2 separate regions of the Mus musculus genome follow, and region 1 is linked to region 2. Evidence: chromatin contacts called from public ChIA-PET data. All regions are on one chromosome and are shown on one strand. The core of a region is the stretch at or near the end of the contact, and the rest is flanking DNA. Distances in the headings are between cores, read along the strand shown. Region 1 overlaps Dpysl2 (dihydropyrimidinase-like 2). Region 2 overlaps Ptk2b (PTK2 protein tyrosine kinase 2 beta).

What was found. ChIA-PET counts read pairs in DNA pulled down with a chosen protein or histone mark.
Region 1: a contact with region 2 is called in an RNA polymerase II ChIA-PET map of memory CD8 T cells, with 7 read pairs. The contact joins two enhancer-like sites. A contact is called at or near these places in 1 of 15 datasets of contacts at CTCF or cohesin (large pre-B cells), 37 of 484 Hi-C or Micro-C datasets (the 63-12 cell line, B cells, the G1E-ER4 cell line and 27 more), 8 of 115 datasets of contacts at active chromatin or transcription factors (T-cell acute lymphoblastic leukemia, astrocytes, embryonic basal ganglia and 5 more) and 1 of 9 other capture datasets (embryonic tail).

The regions. Positions count from the first base shown.
Region 1 is chr14:66,802,031-66,807,104 of GRCm38.p6, forward strand. Dpysl2 (dihydropyrimidinase-like 2) reads right to left here. Exons shown (of 14, transcript NM_001378767.1): 13 at 4,885-5,050; 14 at 834-3,406. The coding sequence ends at 3,315. Among named protein-coding and RNA genes, the nearest start is that of Gm5464, 64 kb to the right of the region's middle. Within about 2 kb of position 3,596, at least 36 of the 459 cell types and tissues checked have an H3K27ac peak or open chromatin away from gene starts, as enhancers often do. A contact at or near this core is called in the 63-12 cell line, B cells, memory CD8 T cells and 1 more, where this site is marked.
Region 2 is chr14:66,194,773-66,200,242 of GRCm38.p6, forward strand. The region is part of intron 2 of Ptk2b (PTK2 protein tyrosine kinase 2 beta); the gene reads right to left. Among named protein-coding and RNA genes, the nearest start is that of Gm52098, 19 kb to the left of the region's middle. Within about 2 kb of position 1,724, at least 16 of the 459 cell types and tissues checked have an H3K27ac peak or open chromatin away from gene starts, as enhancers often do. A contact at or near this core is called in the 63-12 cell line, B cells, memory CD8 T cells and 1 more, where this site is marked.

The DNA.
Region 1 (5,074 bases), core at 2,346-4,845, 610 kb after region 2:
TTTTCTTTTCTTTTCTTTTCTTTTCTTTTCTTTTTTAAGGGATGATCTCATTATGTCACCCAGTCTCTCCTCGCCCTCCGGAATGCTTGGCATTTGCCCCTGTGAATCACCAGGCTGGGCCTGTGTAATTCTGTGTGTTGCCTCATATACAGTTTAGACAATAATAAATAGTGATAATAATGATAGGATGTTGTGGGGTGGGGGTAAACCATCCCTAACATATGATAGGCACAAGATGCCCAAAGCACACATCTTCTTCATTCAGAACCAACAGCACTCAAAGCAAGGAACTGTGCAAACTGATACCCAGAAACCCAGCCTGACTCTCACCCCCACCAGCATCCTCCATCCTGAGCTGATGATGGAAGCCTAGGCCTTGGTCCTGGTTTCGACAGCACCTCCACTGAGGTGTCGGGACACTCTAGGCAATCTCTTTCTCCCCTGCACCCATGTAGTGAGAAGATTTCCCAGAGTAAACACATGAGAAGCAAGCCCAGCACCTCGACTAAAACCCCACCTCGCCTTCTGTGGCCCCACTTGAACCCCAGGTTCAAATTTGGCTTGGCACTCCGGGATGCTCACTGCCTTTCCGGGATGGGGTTTTAAGACACTGATGATCCTCAGCCTCCGTGGTCCTCATCCCCCAGGAATGGCACTACATGGGTTGAGAATTCATCCTGTAGCCAGGATACTCACAGGAACCTGGGATGAGCATGGGGGTGAGCACTCATGGGCTGGACCAAGCCCAAGGCTAAGCCAGGCCAGGGCTTCCCCATGCATCACGTCAGAGGAGAGGCCGACACACTGTGGGAGTCTCAATACAGACACACCTCTGAAACAACCACATTTTGCTTTATTGGGTGTTCCGTGGTAATATAACACAGACTTCTTAAGGAATAATAAACACGAGACTTGTATTTTACCATAATTATTTTGCCATTAAGACAGTGGTTACAAAAAATAAAACAAAAATTAAAAGAAAAAAAGTACCTTTCTGGCTACACACATGATCAGCTTTAGCACTGAAAGGTCCCCCCTCATGGGTCACAATCACAGGTTCAAGGGTTCAAAACCATCTAGCGGTAAATCCTACAATGATTTAGAGCATCAAGTCACTGCAGTTATTCAGTTCTGAGACACTGTTGACTTAGTTTAGCATTTACATATGACATTCATTTAACAGACACAGAAAGCGAGCCAACGGGTAAACATGCTTACACGGACTGCGGAAATCTTCAGGTTTAAAACTGTTGTGTTGTATTGTGTTGTGTTGTGTTTTTAAGAAAATGACCAAAAACAACCAAAAGGGCCACGGCCCCATACAAGAAACATCAGGAGTAAATGGTGAAGAGCTGCAAGTTTCTCAGAATCCAAACAAATAAACAGGGAGAAAAAAAAAGTGGTTTCTGGTGTTCAAATTTCCTCTCTAAGTGCAGGTAAAAAAAAAAAAAGAGCAAATATATTAAGTCAACCAATTTTTAAAAGTGCAATTTACCTTTAAAACAACAAAATTAACAACAAACCCAAAATCCCAACCCTTAACCCCCAAAGACAAAACGTGTGGACACTCAAGGAATCACGAATTTTTTTTGATGCTCTGCTTCATACCAGCAGACTGGAATCATAAAAGCCTATGAGGTCAACCTAACACTGCTTGCAGACTGGAGTCATAAAAGCCTATGGACCTAACACTGCTTACAGGGACCTGTAAACACATCTGGAAAGAAATATGACAGAAGTCAGCAAGTACAGAAAGAAGCCAGCTAGTGAAGACCTGTCACTGTGACAGGAAGAGGAAGGGTGACAGATAGGAGGTGACATGGTCTCTAAGAGGCGATGTGATCTCTAAGCGGGCTATGCGTTCAGTGTGTACAGTTTTCTTCCCATGAGATATTGTTTCCCAAAATAGGGTTGTCCCTCTTGTAAAAGACTTGAAGTCTAAGTATCCCAAAGATTTCTACCTTCCACCACCATGTTAGACCTTTTGAGAAAAAAAAAAAAAAAAAAAACTGTACAGAAAAAAAAAAAAAGTTCCCCCACCACAACACACACACTGAGAAGTCCCAACATTCTAGAATCCCCAAAGACACTTCCTGACAAAGGCTGGAAGGGGCTCCTCCACAGAGAGAATGGCCCCATCTTGGCTGGCTCCGCCACAGGGAGACTGGTCTCAGCTTGGGGGCTGGGTTTACAGATTTGACTGGAAACTGTCACTTCTACAGCCTAACTCCTCATCTTTCCACCACATGTGACTCTATTCTTGGCCCACATGTGACAATATTGGTGACATAATCGGGGCCATTCCTGTGTCTGGCAAGCCTCAAGCTCAGCCACCTCCTAGTGATGGGAATTGGATAGCACCAATCTTAACAGAAACTAGGATAGCACAAAACTATGGTGGTGGGGGCAAAACTAAGATCTGCTCAGGCTATGCCTGAGACCAAACTGGGTTGCCTGGCTTTAAGAGCAGACAGAGTTAAGAGGAAAAAAAAAAAAAAAAAAAAAAAAAAAAAAAAAGAGCATTGTCTCGGAGAAACACAAACCAGGAGACCAACATCTAAATCTCTCCAAGAGTGCAGAAGAAAAAACCAGGACAGGAGACGTACGAAAATGGTGGAGAACCTTCAAAAGGTCTAATCTGCCGCAAAATCTAGGCCAATGAAGAAAACCCGCCTCTTCTCAACAGCTGACCCGAAGAGTAAGGGATGGGGATGGAGACACATGGAACCTTTCCAGAGGGGCGGCCCTAGCCTGCCAGCCTCGGAATCAGCTTAATGGTTACATAATTGCATCATTAGGATGTCCAGTTCAAGACCCGAGGATTAATATTGAATCAGGCTTTCAATTTAGTATTAAAAAAAAAAAAAATCTCTCCCACCCTCCCCACCCCTCCCCAGTCCCACAAAGAAAACCTTATTTAAAAATTTTTAAAAAGAAAAGAAGGCAGCTCAGGGCAATTCACTATATCTTCCCCATGACAGGAAGGTGCTAACTGCATGGCCAAGGATGTGACTGGGGCACCCTTGCTGGGATCTGCTTGGTGGCGCATGTCTGCATGTTGGATGCAGCTCCGTGTGGGGTGGATGGCTAGGCTTGGGTGTGGTGTTCATGACTGTGTAGGGACTTGGGTGAGAGAATTCAGAAACTCCAGGGGAGACCGAGTGCAGGGGGCCCAAGAGGAAGCCCCAGGAACTGGCTGCCCACAGCAACTATCACAGGCTCTTTAAAAAAAAAAAAAATGGAAGAAAGGAAGTCTCAGAATGTCCTCAGGTGTCCCATCCCCCATCCCCAAGTGGCCTGCAGGCCTAGGGGCTTTAGCCCAGGCTGGTGATGTTGGCACGGCCACCAGGGGGTGCCACGATGCGCTGGGTGGTGCGGCGGGGAATGTTGTCGTCAATCTGAGCACCTAGAGAAGAAAGAAGAGACAAGAAACGAGTGAGCGTGAGGGTCTTTAGAAATAAAACCAGACTCCTGTGGTATGCCCAGGAACAATCCTGGGGGGAAAAAAGCTGAACCAAGCACACATGTCCCGACCTCTTTCTCCAAACCTCACTAACTACAGGAAGTTCAAACTACAGGAAGTAGGAGGGCCTGCCTTCAGCCTACAAGTGACTTCCTCTCCCTGGGGAAGTCTAGACTCGATGCAAGGTACTAGAGAGTATGGCTCTTTTGACCCACGCCTCTCACGCAGGAGGAATGGATGGTTCAGATAAAGAACCTGAATCTGAAGCTCCCAGACCCAGAATGCTCTAAACTCTACACCTATTTGAGGGTTGACAGGATGTGACCAGTGGAAAATTCCACACTTGACCTGATGTGACTAACTGTAGTGGAACTTGATGTAATTAAAAATACTGTCTCAAATCCCTTTCATGACTGGGTTATATGTATATGAAACATAGAAGTATTGCATTTTGGTTTTTAATATTTTATTTTTACTTTTAATTTATGTGTATCTGTGTATGTGGAGAAGGAGGGCTATACACGTAAGTGCAGTGCCTGAGGAGGCCAGAAGAGGGCGCTGGCTTCTCTGGAGCTAGAATTCTAAATGGTTGTAAGCCACCAGACATGGGTGTTAGGAGCAAACTTGGGTCCCCAACACGATGTGAGCTCATTCTTAACTGCTGAGCCATTTGTCCCTGCCCACACTTTGTGCTTGGACTTTGGTCTTAGTCACAACATGGTTCAATATCTACATATTTTTCCAATTTTTAAAGAGGCAAACTAGCTTCCAGTCCCAATCATTTCTTTTACACAACAGACTGGCAACCTGTGCTGTCTATGCGAATGATATGGGAATACGCATTGTGACTGATCTCACACTTTAGGACAACAGGGCTTAAGGGTCTGTCTCCTAAACCAAAACACCCTGAAGTGTTCCTCATTCCTCATGGGCACAGATGGCACTTCATAAAATCCAGCAGATGGGACAAGAAAAGGAAAGTCTATGTAATGAACTACGCTGTCTAAGTTCAAGGCACCGGGGGAGAGAGGAAAGGCCCTGTTGTGGGCCAAAAGAAAGAGGGGCAGGATGTTTCCAAGACAGAAATCTACGTTTCACCACTGAGGGTGTAGCAGTGGATGTCACAGCAACTCCACAGGGAACCTTGCTGCGACTCATCACACGGAAGGCCTGAGCAAGGTGAGACTGCTGAAACTCCCAGTTCCACATTCTTTAACAACGGACATGACAGATGAGGAAACGGCCCTTCACTCACAGGGTGGGTGTCTCAGCATGGCATGGCACAAAAACCGATCTGAAGATTCTGAAACCCAGCTGCCATTTACAGCCTTTCGGTTTCCGCAGCAGTGGAGCCAAAAGCCTCCGGCTGGCTCCACAGAGCTTGCGGAACCTACCCGGAACGGCCCACCCCCTGGCCTTACCAGACAAGCTGAATCCAGACTGGTGCAGGTTCCGAACAGGTGGTGCCTGCTGCTTGGCAGGGGATGTCTTAGCTGATGAGGCTGGAGTCACCGTCTTGGGCGTCACAGACACCTCGCATACCGGTCCGTCATACAGGCCACGAGGGACCCCTCTCAGCTCAGCCAGCTGAAACACACAATCACCCCACAG
Region 2 (5,470 bases), core at 474-2,973:
TAAGGGTGCACACAAACCCTGTTGGTAAACAATAGCTTTCTCACTGGACCTAACGGTCATCCCAGTAAGAGGGAAATCATGCCCGATACTAGAAACCTAGTCAGCTCTCTGGAGTTAGTAAAGCCATGGAGTTTAGAGGAGAATCTATAATCCACTCATCACTAAACCAGCATAACCCCTCAACTGCATTCTAAGTATGTAACCCTATACCCACACAGAAGCAGAGTCCTCACCCCTCCTCAAGGAAACTCCTCTTTGCAACAAATGGAAACCATTACAGAAAACTTCAGCTAATCAAAATGAAGAAGGTGGAGCCCAGTCCCAATGGATACGTTCACAACACAAGTCCTGCACCTAAGGCGCAGGCATCTCTATGGAGGAAGGGGCAAAGGAAGAGCCAGAGGAACGGGGAGTTTATTGTGACGTTTTGCCTCCTGGAAATGTCAGAAGTTACACTCATGAAGTCTCATCAACATGGTTGCACAAACAGGACATGAACAAAGCTGACACCCATGGATATGATAAAATTAAAGGGGGGAGAATCTCAAGAGGCCACAACCCAAGACAAGACAAGACAAGACAAGACAAGACAAGACAAGACAAGACAAGACAAACTTCAGGCAACTAAGGAGTGCTGAGAACAGCGGAACAGTCTTCCCCAGGGAAGAGAACACCATCGGTTATCCAATACAAAATGGTCAGCCCTGAAACCATACGCACGAATAACATTATACAGACTGAGCAGGTCGTATGTATATATTTAAGAACACACACACAAAACAACAACAATTAAAGAAAAAGAGGCCATGAATTTGAAAGAGAGCAAAGTGGGGTTCATGGGAGGAGGAAAAGGAAGGGGAAAATGATATAATTACCTCAAAATATAAGATATATATTAAAAAAAATTAGGCTGTGAATCTAGTTCTGACAAGAAAGGTCTTCTAACAGGATGACAAGCTTCCTGGGCCACAGTGTCCCCTGTGATTGTCTACCCTTGCCCTATCAAGCTACAGTGGTTCTGTATTCAAAGCATCAGCCCCCATCTGCCATGTGCACACTGTGAAGAGTGATGGGGCCACAGCTCCAGTGCGCACACCCCCTCCCTCCAGCCATGCAGAAGTCTGTGTGTCAAGAGAATGGCTTCCATTAGGGGGCTCACCTGCTCTTCTGCCTCCAGCCCTGCCTCCCTTGATTGCTCACCCATGCACACAGCAGGGGCAGCAGTGTTGGTGCTCAACCCCAGCTCACCAGCTGCCACAGTCAGTCTTTCTTTCTCTATTAATAAAGCACTCCTTAAAAATGACAGTACATGAGGTTCCCCTACTCACTCAATTGCCATATGTAACCTGAGTTTTTACCAAGTGCTGTCTCTTTAGATAAGCCCAGGGTTCTTTTTGCTCCAGGAAGACCTCACCTTCTTCCCCTACCAAGGCTTCCAGTGCTGAAGGGTGGGTCTTCTAGCTGCCTTGAGTTACAGTCTAGACTCAAAAAGACTTCTGGTACTTTCTTGAAAATGTCTGTATTCCTCCAATTTTCCTTTCCTCTAGATTCATGTTGATTTATTCAAATCGTTAAATAGTATGAAGATTCTAGAAGGCTCCCCTCCCATCTTTGACCTTTTCACTTGTAGGTCAGAAACAAAGAAGGATTATCTCTACCTAGCTTGTCCCCACACCCACATACACTAGGTGAGGACTTTTCAGCTGGTGGTAGACCACATTTAAGAAAGTAGTCTCATGAGGTGACATCATCTAGTGATGTCATAGCTGTCACGACTTGTATATTTACTTTCTAATGTTCATTTATATCTGTGTGGTGTGCATGCATGTATGTCCTCATATCCACATGTGTGTAGGTACATGTGGAGATAAGAAGTTTATGCCAGGTGTCTTCCAGAAGACATTCTCCCTCTTCATATGTTGAGGCAGGGTCTCTCACTTGAACCCAGCACTCACTGATTTTGCTGGTCTATCTGGCCAGCTTGCTCTGAAGACACCATGTCTCAGTCCCCAGAGTGGGGGCTCACAGGTGTGCTCTGTGCCCACCAGCTTTGACGTAGGTGCTGGGAGTCTGAGCTCTAGTCCTCATGCTTGTCTGGAGAAGAGACAAGCAAGGGTTCCTCCACAGGGTTCAAGGGCATAGCCCTACCCACACCTTCATCTTGGCTTCCTAGATTTCAGAGCCACAAGGCGATGCATTTCTGTAGTCTTCAGCCACACTACAGGGGGTATTTTGTTAAGACTCCTAGGTATTTAATAAAGACATTGGCAAAATAGGTCTAAAACAACTGTCTGTGTCTGATCTTGGATCAGATGGACACATACACTCTTTGAGTTCTAATCAGTGATTGGTTGAGGATTCCAAAAACTGTGTCCTGCCTCAAAAAGAATCTTCCCGTGATAACTCTCCAAGAGACACCAGTGCAGGCTTACGTTTATTTCCAGTTATTTTTAATTGACAGACTAAGGTGTTTTGACGTATGACACATAACTGTGACTGGCCTGCCTTATGTACATTCCAAGTACATTAAGAGCTCAGACAATGCTTGGTACACATTAGCTATTCAATAAATAGTAGTTATGATGGCACCATAGGTAATGATGAGATAGCTTGGGTGGATGTGGATGCTACCAGGAACAGAAAGAAGATTATAAATAATAAAAATTATCCCAGGATGATCAGGCCACACCTAGAGCTGATCTGGCCATACCTGCCCTCTGGAAGAAATAGTCCAGAGGAAAATGACTTCATTCTGCCCAGAGCACAGAACTGTAAGAGTTTTATGGCATAAGCATTAAGCCCAACACAGCTGTGTCTTCATTACCTTTTTTGTTCTACATGGAGACAGAACTTCGAAAAGGAAGAATAAAAAGATTTTGAGACAGTAACATGCGTCTTATCTTTAACTGACTTGGAGCATAGGGGTTGTCTTCAAAAATAAAAATACTCTGTTAAATATAGACCTGTTCTATTCAAATTTCTGATTGTTAATATGCCACAAGGAAGAGCTCTTAATGCTAAGATGAGCTTCAGGAGGAAGAAAGAATAAGAAAAAGCAGATAGGAAAGTACCAGGCAGGTTAATGTACTTTTTTACAAAAATAAAATAAAATAAAATAAAAGTTCCCCGCTACTCTGATACCTTTTAAAGTAATGACTTTATAATACATTGTGAAGTTGGCTTGGGGGATGGGTCACATGCCTTGCTTCAGAATGAACAACGGAAGAGTGTCATTGGCTGTGGGGGATGGATCTAGAGTATTTACATTTGCTATAGTGCCTAATAATCTGCATTAGTGAGTCTGATCAGGGTGCTGTTGACATTTGGGGCATGTGCTGGCTAGCTTTATGTTAACTTGATACAAGCTAGAGTCACTGGAGAGGAAGGAGCCTCAAATGAGATAATGCTTCTATAAGACTGGGCTGTAAGCAAGCCTGTAGGGCATGGCTAAATTAGTGATTGACGTGGGAAAGCCCAGCCTATTATGGGTGGTGCCATTCCTGGGTTAGTGTTTCTAGAGCCTATAAAAAAAAAAAAAAGTAGACTAGGCAAGCCATGATGACCAAACCTGTAAACAGCACCCTCCATGGCCTCTGCATCAGCTCTTCCCTCCAGGTTCTTGCCCTGTTTGAATTCCTGCCCAGACATCCTTCATGATGGACTACAATGTGGAAGCACAAGCCAAATAAACCCCTTTCTTCTCAACTTGCTTTTGGTCATGGTGTTTTGTCATATCAATAGTGACACTAACTATAACGGGGCAAAAAGATTCTTTGTTGCATGTGGCCATTTAACACCCAGGGCCACTGAAGTTCAATCTTCATGTCCAAGTCTTGGTGTCAACAGCATAGTAGAATTCTAACTAGTCTCTAGAAAGAGGGCTTCAAGAGATTAAGATCTGGATAGCCGGTAGAGATGGAGAGCAGGCAGGTGAGCAGGAGAGTGTTACAGAAGACTGTATATCACATTCAAAACTTGGGTACCATTGAAGTTAACATCATAAGCTAAGGAATAGGATGTGGTTATCTAGGAAATGACAAAGTTACACTGGAGGAAGTCTCAATAGCAGTGTGTGTCCTGTCTTCCACAGGACCAGAGTTAGGTTCCCAGCACTCATGTCAGGTGACTCGATCCACTGTAACTCCAGCTCCAGGGGGTTCAATGCTTTTTTTTCTGGCATCTGCAGGCACCTATACACAAACCTAGCATACCTTCACACAGATGAAAAAACAAACACATAACTAAAAATAAATCTTTTTTTTTTTTTAAGTGACAAGGCACCATATCTCTGACAGCCTCACAGGAAATCAGATGCAGGGCAGGGCAGCACACAGGCTTTTTGGTAACTGAGACCCTTAGCAATGGGGGGAAATGACAGACTTGTATCATCTGGGCTCAGTTCCCTGACCCCAGCTGGGTGTCAAGGTAATATGTATGTGAAACACCTTTACATTAAACTCACTGCACATACCTGAAGGTAACACTAGTAATTTCAACCAGGTAGCTAACAGGGGATCGATTGCTCCAAGAAGATATTCCCATGTTCTCACCCTTAGATCACATTTCAAAAGAGGCTCTATATAGATATAATTAAGTCGAACAACTCAGTTCACAGTCTTTCTGGACTTTCTGTGTGGCTGCTAATCAGGGGTGTCCTTATGAGAGCTATGGTAAAGACGGCAGTAGGAATAGAGAGGCAGAGTGAAGTGATGCTACCAAAGCCCAGGAGCAGTAGGAGTCACCAGATGTGTTTCTGACACCTGCACTTGGGACTTCCAGTCTTTAGAGCGGTGAGAGAAACATTCCTGTTGTTTTAACCATTGATTCCTAGTAACCTATTAAGGCGGGGTTAGGAAGTAAAGACAAGAGCTACGTAAGTTCTGAATCCTCGATTCAGGGGGCTGATATTTTTCAACTAGTGGTAGCAGAGAAAAATACTAAAGTTTGCACAACTTTTCACTCTGAAAGCATTCATTCCGAAGTGATAAAAGCTCTCAAGAGGATATTCAACCACGAAACTATCGGATCAAAAATAGAACAGCAGCACCGACACCTGCCTCCTCCTTCGCAGACGTCACGAGTCTATGCATACAGATAAACGAAGAGAGACCCATCAGGCTTCACATCTTCTTTGTTCTCAGTGTGGTGAGTGTCTGTATGTGTGAGGAGCTGGAGGCACACACAGGAAGTGAGAAGGGGTGCGGAAAAGAAGAAGTGTGTATTAATGTGCCTCTTTTTATGTCACTCTGTGGTGATGGTTTGTGGTTTCCTGGCTGAGCCCTTCCTGCCTGTTTCATGGGCTGGTCTTATGTGGGGGGGGCGGGGGCGGGGGCGGGGCTAGCCTGATATGGGCTAAGCCTTCTTTCAGGAGTAGCTTTCCTGGACAGGGAGCCCTCCCCTTTCTTTCTGTAGCTCCTCCAACCTTGAGGCATTGCCCTTGTGCCTCTGAAGGAGGGAAGTGAGGAATGCT